Linked DNA regions of Hordeum vulgare: region 2 is linked to region 1. Evidence: chromatin contacts called from public Hi-C data. All regions are on one chromosome and are shown on one strand. Each heading gives the region's core, a stretch centred on a gene start, on an enhancer-like site or on the middle of the called end of the contact. The rest is flanking DNA. Distances are from core to core; before and after follow the strand shown. Region 1 holds the start of LOC123396722 (O-fucosyltransferase 35). Region 2 holds the start of LOC123397954.

The links. A called contact is a pair of places that touch in the nucleus more often than the background predicts.
Region 2: a Hi-C map of seedling shows a contact between it and region 1, with 2.5 times the contacts expected there. The contact joins the promoter of LOC123397954 here to the promoter of LOC123396722 in region 1. A contact is called at or near these places in 2 of 6 Hi-C or Micro-C datasets (leaf and seedling).

Annotation. Positions count from the first base shown.
Region 1 is chr5H:429,305,131-429,309,385 of MorexV3_pseudomolecules_assembly, reverse strand. It overlaps LOC123396722 (O-fucosyltransferase 35), which reads left to right and starts at 1,846. Exons shown (of 9, transcript XM_045091574.1): 1 at 1,846-2,606. The coding sequence starts at 2,103.
Region 2 is chr5H:429,472,553-429,476,807 of MorexV3_pseudomolecules_assembly, reverse strand. LOC123397954 reads left to right here and starts at 2,096. Exons shown (of 8, transcript XM_045092464.1): 1 at 2,096-2,379; 2 at 2,958-3,009; 3 at 3,254-3,302; 4 at 3,878-3,973; 5 at 4,212-4,255. The coding sequence starts at 2,155.

The DNA.
Region 1 (4,255 bases), core at 597-3,096:
TGTTTCTTGGTATGACATGAATCCAGCAACTAACGAAATAGTGCACATACAATAATGCCATGTTATCCAACTATACAAATAAGAATAGTTATGAGCACATTCTGGAAATATAATAGACTTTCCGGTGCAGTATGTTCTGGAAGCCCAAGGATTGTTGAAGATTGATCCCTGGGATGCTTAACAAACTTCTCGATGATATTTATCATTTTACAAGATTCTTGCAGATAATTATCCTGATAGCACTATATGTAAATGAACATAGAGTTTATAGAGAGGACCTAAACTATAGAAGATGTCTAATTCATTACTTGATTCATATGAATAGTTTGAAGGGCCTCTCCCCGTAAATACGATTCCAAGGTTCCAATTTCCAGGCTTCTCTTCTCTAATGATGGGTGGGCCAGGCTAATTTATACGACAAATCTCCTATACAAACACTTAAATGTACAAGCATTTGTGGATTTCAGCATGAAACAATCCGTAAGTTGACGCAACCAAGTGCATATTTCATAATAGCACATTGTATGCAATGTGATATAGTTGCATTAACAAACTGGAGAATGGGGTCAGGAGAAATTACTCGTAGAGTTGGACATAAAGTACAAGATTTCCACTTTAAGCTTAAGTTAAGATCATTACCCGGTCTATAATACATTCTCCTCTTCTTTCAAGGGAGCACGGCATGGCAAGGGTGCATTCCCTCGAAACTAGAAACCTTGCATGTTGAGCAATAAAACAAGACTAGCAACAGGGCAAGTGGTAGTAAACGAAGAATTATTTGATCAACGATAGCTCCTGATCGTGCGTGAGCTTGATCCCATAACAAATGACAAAAGTTTTTTTTAATGTCGACAGTAGCATTATCAAATTCATTGATCGAAAGAAGGTGTTACAAGAGCCCTCCAAAAAAAAAAGCAATGCAAAAGGCAGTGCAAAAAAAAAAAAGATCCACCAACAGCACCACAAACCCACACTCTACCTTCAATCGAGAACACCATCAGAACCCATCATCGGGATCTCCAAGGTGACACCTTTAAGAAGGAAAACGATGTTAAAGACACCGTCGTCACCCGATCTGCTACTGCCTGATCTTAGGTCTTCACTCGGATCACACGTTATATGATAGAAAGGACGGACGACCCCACAACGATACCTTCAAAAAGGAAGACGACGCCCTAGGATGCCGTTACCGTCGACAACGACCGAGTTGATTTTCATCCGTAGTCGGGACTTTCACCAAAAATCCCGAGATCCGAAACCACCAACGCCAAGTAAGAGCACAAGTCGAAGCAAACGTTACCAGAAACGAAATGGTCGTAACCCACGACGAGCATGCGCCAACCTGACGGGTCCACACCGCCGCTCGCATGTCTTGGACGAGTCAAGCCGGATCTGGACAACTTCAATCTCCGTATGCATGCAGAACTAGGCGATCCTCCGCACGGCAGCGCACGGAAAAGATCGAACGAGAGCCGGACAAACCAAGACCCACACCACGCCAACCACTTTACGCGTCAACGAGTAGAGAGTGCAGACTAGACTAGAGACAGCCCCAAGGCCTCCTTCCCACTGGGTCCCATGCATGAAGGATGCAGCGTACCGGCCAAAGCACGAGCCGCGCACGTGACAGCGTCGACGTATATTTAATATATTGCCGCCCTTTTCCTCCCTTCGGACAACAACGGCCTTTATTATTACGTATACCAGACACGGAAAAACAAAGGATAAAATAATCAATCAAATCAAATCAAATCAAATCAAATCCCTAATCTGGCGGCGCCTCCAAGTGGCATGGCAGGGGCCCGTAATTACCGCCCTCCGCCCTGACCGTTTCCGTTCCAGTGCCGTGCGTATCCCACTACGCACCTGGACGTGGAGTGGCGCCTCACGTCGTCGGCCGTCCCCCTCGGTCGCGACCTCACTGCCCCATTCACTTCCCAACCGAGCTCCATTAATGGCGCCTCCCCTCACTTAGCCATCATATCATGCTACTGCCGGGACGACCAGCTGGGGCACCACTCGGAACCCGGCGCCACTAGTTCGTCCAGGTCGAGGTCCTCGTACCGTGGGTTGGGTGGGACTGCTGGAGCTCCCCGCGCCGCATGGGCTACCAACCCAAGCACGGCGGCGGGGCCTCCGGGGCCGCGGGCGGAGGTTCCGGTGGAGGTGCCGGTGGTGCCGGCGACCACCTCCCGCGCCTGCACAGCCCCCGCGTCGCCGGAGGCGGGTACATGACCCGCCGCGCCAACTCCTTCAAGCGCTGCCCCGGCGGCGAGATCGAGCTTCAGATCAGCGGCTCCCCGCGCTCGCCGCGGACCGACGGGCTGGGCAGCCCGCCCAAGGACGCGGCGGAGGCCTCCTCCAGCGCCTCCCCCAGCGCCGCCGGCCTCCACCACCAGCACCAGCAGCAGCTCCGCTTCCGCCTCTTCAAGCGCCCGGGCGCCGGCGGGGGCGCCGGCGACGTCGTGCTGGGGCTGGGGATCCGGGAGAGGAGGAAGCTCGGGAACCTGCTCTTCTTCGCCTTCTGCGGCGTTTGCCTGCTTCTCGGCGTCGTCAAGATCTGGGCAGGCGGCCGGTCAGCGCTACCAGCTGCCGATGATTTGCAGGTATGTATGGAAGCTTCAAAACTGCATTCTGGTTTAGACTCCTCGCTGCCACTCGGGAATGTTCCTTCCGAGGGAGCAATCAACGGACGGACCTAGTGTTCCAACAACTCTCCATTTCTTCTCTTCTTTTGCACTGATGAAAATGTGTTTATTATCCTCACTAGTACTCCCTCCGTAAACAAATATACGAGCGTTTAGATAACTAAAGTAATGATCTAAACACTCTTATATTTCTTTACAGAGGGAGTACTTCTTATTAGTTCTTATCACGAACACATTTCTACGAAGAGTTACAAATGATGTACTACGTAGTAGCAATGATGTTGATTACCAACTGAGATGTTACGAGGACTAGCTAGAGTTATGAAAAACATGTCAAGTTGTTAACTGTCTAGATTCACCGGCCATTCTTTTATATAATAACCTATTTTTATGATCAATCATTGGCATTCTAAACGTTAACTTGCAATTTTGCCTACTTCTCTAATCTCTACCATTTTTGTTGATGTTCTGGACAAGTCAAACAAGAGCTGGAAAAAAATCTGATGGAATCTGATTCTCATTGTTAAAAGTAGTAAGAATCTAGACATGTTTTTAGCATAATGTAATGGATGCCTGTGCAATTGGTCTGCTTGAAAACAGCTAGGTTGGGTTTATTGTATTCTGTTGGACTTGGACAGCTGGAGTTTAATGTCCGGCCATCTTTCCTCAACTTAAGTGTTGCGTGAACTGGTCGGTGCATGCAATCAACATGTTCTAGGCTTTGTAGCTCTATTTGGAACTTCTTAAGCAAGGATCTTTTGGCAGAAGCTTAGCATTTTTAGGACGTTTCCTCATTTGTTGGAGGTTTGTGAGTCGGTTTCCAGTTGCTTTACTATTAAAGCACTTGTTACTTTGGTGCTTGTAGCTGTTGGCGGTTGGTTGTTATCGACTTTATGATCTTGTGGTCTATCCAAATTGGGCAGAATATCCTTTATGTCCATAAGAACTTTGGAAGTATGCCTTACTGTCTTCTTCCTTGGGAGTATATTGTACTAGTACGTATCCTTAGTTGGGCTTATTCAGATCAATAGTCATCTTTATTTCAGGACTTCATTGATGACAAAGATCTCCCGATTTCAACGTTTCCTTCTAACAAATAGCCCTTGTTCTATATAGTGATGCTTTGACGATGCGAGTTATAGGAAAACTAGTTTGATAAGGTGCCTTTTAGTGTCCCTATCCAAGGTAGACGCCTCAACAAAATTTGCTACTTACTTGTTATATATACTCCCTCCGTTCCTAAATATAAGTCTTTTAAGATATTTCACTAGGAGTCTACATACGGAGCAAAATGAGTGAGTCTACACTTTAAAGTATGTCTATATACATCCGTATGTAGTCCATTAATGAAACTTCTTTAAAGACTTATATTTAGGAACGGAGGGGGTAATATCTATTCAGAGTGCAGATATATTGCATGGATGATTAAGGTGTCACAACATTTAAATATTCCATTGCCAGTATTAATCTAGACAAAAATAGCATTGGAACTAATGCTAATAGCATGAAATTGCGCACAACCGCAGCTGGGCAATTTTTTAAATTGGTAGAATCAAGCAATATCGAGTTGAAAATTGCATCAGGTTTCATAATACTAATAATCTTCT
Region 2 (4,255 bases), core at 847-3,346, 170 kb before region 1:
ACATATTATTTGTCTGATTTGGAGTTATATTCAAATTTCTATGAATTTCCAAAGTTTTGCAATTTATTCTGGAATTATATTAAAACCAGAATTAGATTTATTGCATCAGCATGACATCAGCAGGTCAGCTGGCCGTTGAAAGTCAGCTATGGTGAAATTTGGGATATGATTGGGCCGAGCGAATGCATGAACCAGCACAAGCACATTGAATCAAGTTTTTTAGTGAGGGTATATGGACATTCATAAACCTGATAACCAAGTTAATTTAATGTGAGAACTATGTGACAAATAATGTGATAAGTAAGTTATAGTAATCTGGCAAGTACCGACGAAAACAAAAGTTATCGAAACATGTCAACATAGGATCTAGTTTTGAAGATCTCGTCGCGATAAAGTCAATGATGAAAACGGATCATTAATTAAGATAACGATTTGGAAGATAAATCTTTTTTAAAATACAATGCTGCTAAACGAGCTCTCCAAGTTGTGCGCATCAACCGCCGCACCGAAAAGTGGCTGTGCATTTGTGTAGCTTAGATTTTCCCTTCTTTCTTTTATTAATGAAAAAATTACTGTAGAACAATTGTTGTATGATTTGGGATTAATGTACTTCATGGCATGGAACTTGTCGAGAGAGGAATCCGATGGGGTGTGGGTAACGGTGCTACCATTAAGATTCAGGAGGATCATTGGATCCCTGGTGTGAATCCTCAGTTTTTGCATTTGTTGTCTCCTCTCTCGGCTAGCCAGAGGGTGAATTCGCTCTTTGTTGATGATGGCTTTACTTGGAACATTCAACTAGTCTGATCAGTCTTTGAGGAATCGATTGCGGATCAAGCACTACAACTTCCCATCGGTGGTTTTGGGGACACTGACTTTGTATCGTGGCCGCATACCCGTTCTGGTACATACTCGGTCCGGTCTGCCTATCATTTGGCCAGGATGACAAAGATGATCGCATCCCGCAGCAATTCGGGTTGTGGTATGTCTTCTAATCTCCAAAGTGATGCTATATCGTGGAACAAAATCTGGGCGATCAAGGCGCAGGGAAGATGTTGATAACTATATGGAGATTCTCTCATGATTGCTTGCCAACCGGAATGCAACTACACCAGCGACATATTCCTGCATCTAAGGTTTGTGTCCATTGTTCTGTTGATGAGCACGTAGAACATGCATTGCTATTTTGCCCTTATGCACAAGCGGTTTGGTCTGATGTTAAAGATTACTTCAACTTGCATCTTAGTCGAAAAGGATTCACAAATTGCAAAACATGGATCTTTGATTTTTTGGCTCGTTGCGATGATCTTGCTGCTACAGTTCTGGCAGTCACGTGTTGGCATATTTGGGATGCTCGAAATAAACTCCGAGAAGAAAATATTACTCAGCATCCTTCTAGTCTTGCTCTGAAAATTAAAGCTTATGTTGACATGATAGTGGAGCATTTGTTCATTACCACAACCAACCATAGGCGTGAACCCTCTAAAACAACATCCTGGGTTCCGCCGCCGGCAGGTAAGGTGATGATAAACGTTGATGCTGCCCTTTTTACACATGACAGGAGCATGGGGGGTAGGAGTGGTGATGCGAGAGCATTCAGGTTCTTGCATTGTTTGTTGTGGTATTGGTGTTCCTCATGTGATCCTTCCTGAGCTAGCGGAGGCCATTGCAATTCAGAGAGGCTTGCAATTTGCATTGTGTGAAGGTACTCAGGATGTCTTACTTGGTTCTGATTGTTTGACGGTTGTCCAGCGTATCAATTCGCTGAGCCAGGATCGATCTATCTGTGGTCCTGTCATTCAGGACATCAAGCAACTTAGAGCTTCTTTCACTAGTTGTTCTATATTTCATGTGCGTCGGGAACAAAATGTTGCTGCACATTTGTTGGCTCGATCATGTAATCAGCTAGAGTGTCGTGTTTGACGTGGTGTATCCCCGGAATGCATCCGGGAAACTATTTGTATGGACATTATGCCATGATCTATAAAGTGGGTGTGTTATAAAAAAAAGAACTTTTCAGTAAAATGGAGAACATTCTCAGCTCCTAGTGACCCGTCCAGACCACGCAGGCTACCACGATACAGGGGATACATATCCATCAGCTTCCCAGCAACGACCACCCACGGCCCCGCCGCCGAACCGCAACCGCGGGACATGGCGTCGGCATCTCCGCCTCCCCCCACCGCCGGCGCGCGGCCCAATCCCAGCACACCCGCCCCCTCGTCCTCCGCCTTTTCCACCGTCTCCCCCCGCGGCCCCATCTCCCTCTGCGGCGCATCGAGGGCTTCCTCCGTCTCCTTCCAGCAACGGCGACCATCCCCTCTCGCCGGAAGGTCGCGCCTACCAGGCCCCATCCGCTGCTCTGATGCCTCCGGAGAGGTAGCGAATTCTCATTCATTTTACCCCCATCATTTCTAACCAGATCGGTAATGCATATGCGCGCGTTTCTTCCCGGAAAAAAGAAGCGTGTGTTCGTTTTCCGTTCGCTAGAGCGGTGCTGGGAAAGCAAACTAAAGGAAAGACTAGATTAAGGTTAGACTGTTTGTTGTCTTCCTGGAATTTAGAAGATAATAATTCTCAAATGCTGTAGTAGTAAAATTTGGATTTATGGTGTGATGAGAGCAGAGGCAATCAGCTACTCATGGCGCTTCTTTGATAGGCAAAATCCTGAAATTACTTGCGCTTTTGTTGGGCAGACAAAAGCATGTCTGCAATGCGTACATCATATTCATGGAATTTATATTGCATTGTTGGGAGTGTAACTCTGATGCGAGTTTTGACCTTTTGTAAATCCCCATAGGTAGTGACTGGTGTTGTTATGTAAAGTTGTAAACAACTCATTTGGGGAATAAGGAATTAATGGAATTCTTTACAAAATGAACAATTATGATAATGTAATTTAGATTTGGGTACATGTTTTTTGTTGATGCATATTCTGATCTGCATTTTTTTGTTAGGTTGACGCAGTTAATAGTGAAGAAACGAAGCAGACACAAGGAGGCTCGACCGGTATGATGTTTGTAGCATGTACTCCCTCCGTTCCTAAATATAAGTCTTTCTAGATGTTTCACTAATAGACTACATACGGATGTATATAGACATACTTTAGAGTATAGATTTACTCATTTTACTTCGTATGTAGACACCTAGTGAAATATCTTAAAAGACTTATATTTAGGTACGGAGGGAGTACTAACTTTGCTTCTCCAAAAAAAAAAAAACTAGGGCTGAATTGTTTTCTTCTTTCATACAGGGGAAAGAAATCATGGCAAAGATTTGTTCAGAAGATTTTCACCTAAAGAGTATTCACAACTAACTGTAAATCCAAAGACAATTACATCTTCGTTTTATCTTGTCCCATAACAGTCTTCAGGACTTTAGCTTAACAGTTGAGTTTGCATTCAGCACTAGAATGTACTCAGAGAAGCAGAAGGCCTCACCAAAGTTGGTTCTCTTGTATTTATTTGGATTCGCGTGAAAATTATTATGTTTTTTATGCAAACATATGTGGGCAGAAATTTTTTGCTAGGCTAGGACTAATATATAGTAGCATATAATGGTACTGTGAGTCATACCCTTGCATTTGTTACAGAAGAACCTTGCATCATCCATCTCACTGAGCCTAACAACTCAACCCTAGTCATGGATTGTTATACCGACACCCTTGCATGTAGTATTACAGAAGAACCTAGCGCCATCCATGCAACCGAGGCTAATGAATGTCAGGTTGAAGCTCTCGAACCTTTTTCATGATTATACCAATACGTCCCCTACGGAAAATTATGCCAATACTTGGAATGACATATCCCGTTTACTCTTTCAATTTTGTGTTATAAAATGATAGTTCACCATTTCTCATGTCCTATTGCTGGTTCAGGTTGCTAGAACAATTGAAGAGATATGGTGCTGCTGGAGTTTTGTCATATGGACTACTTAATACTGTGTATTATGTCACCACCTTTTTATTGGTCTGGTAGGTCAATGCATGGTACTGTGATGCCATGCTGTTTTTTTTTAGTTTTACATTATTTCTAGAACAAACATTTATTATGTAACTTTAAAATGTAAAGTTTTCATCGGTCATGAGAAAAAGACCATCAGTTCTCTTAAAAACTTGTTTCACTTCATGCATCTCCATGAGCCAAAATAAGGGCAGATGGTAGGAGCATTGGATGGACTGGAAGGGAGTCACTGACTGATTTACTTTCCAGGTTCCATTTTTCGCCTGCTCCTGGTAGGATGGGCTATGCTGCAG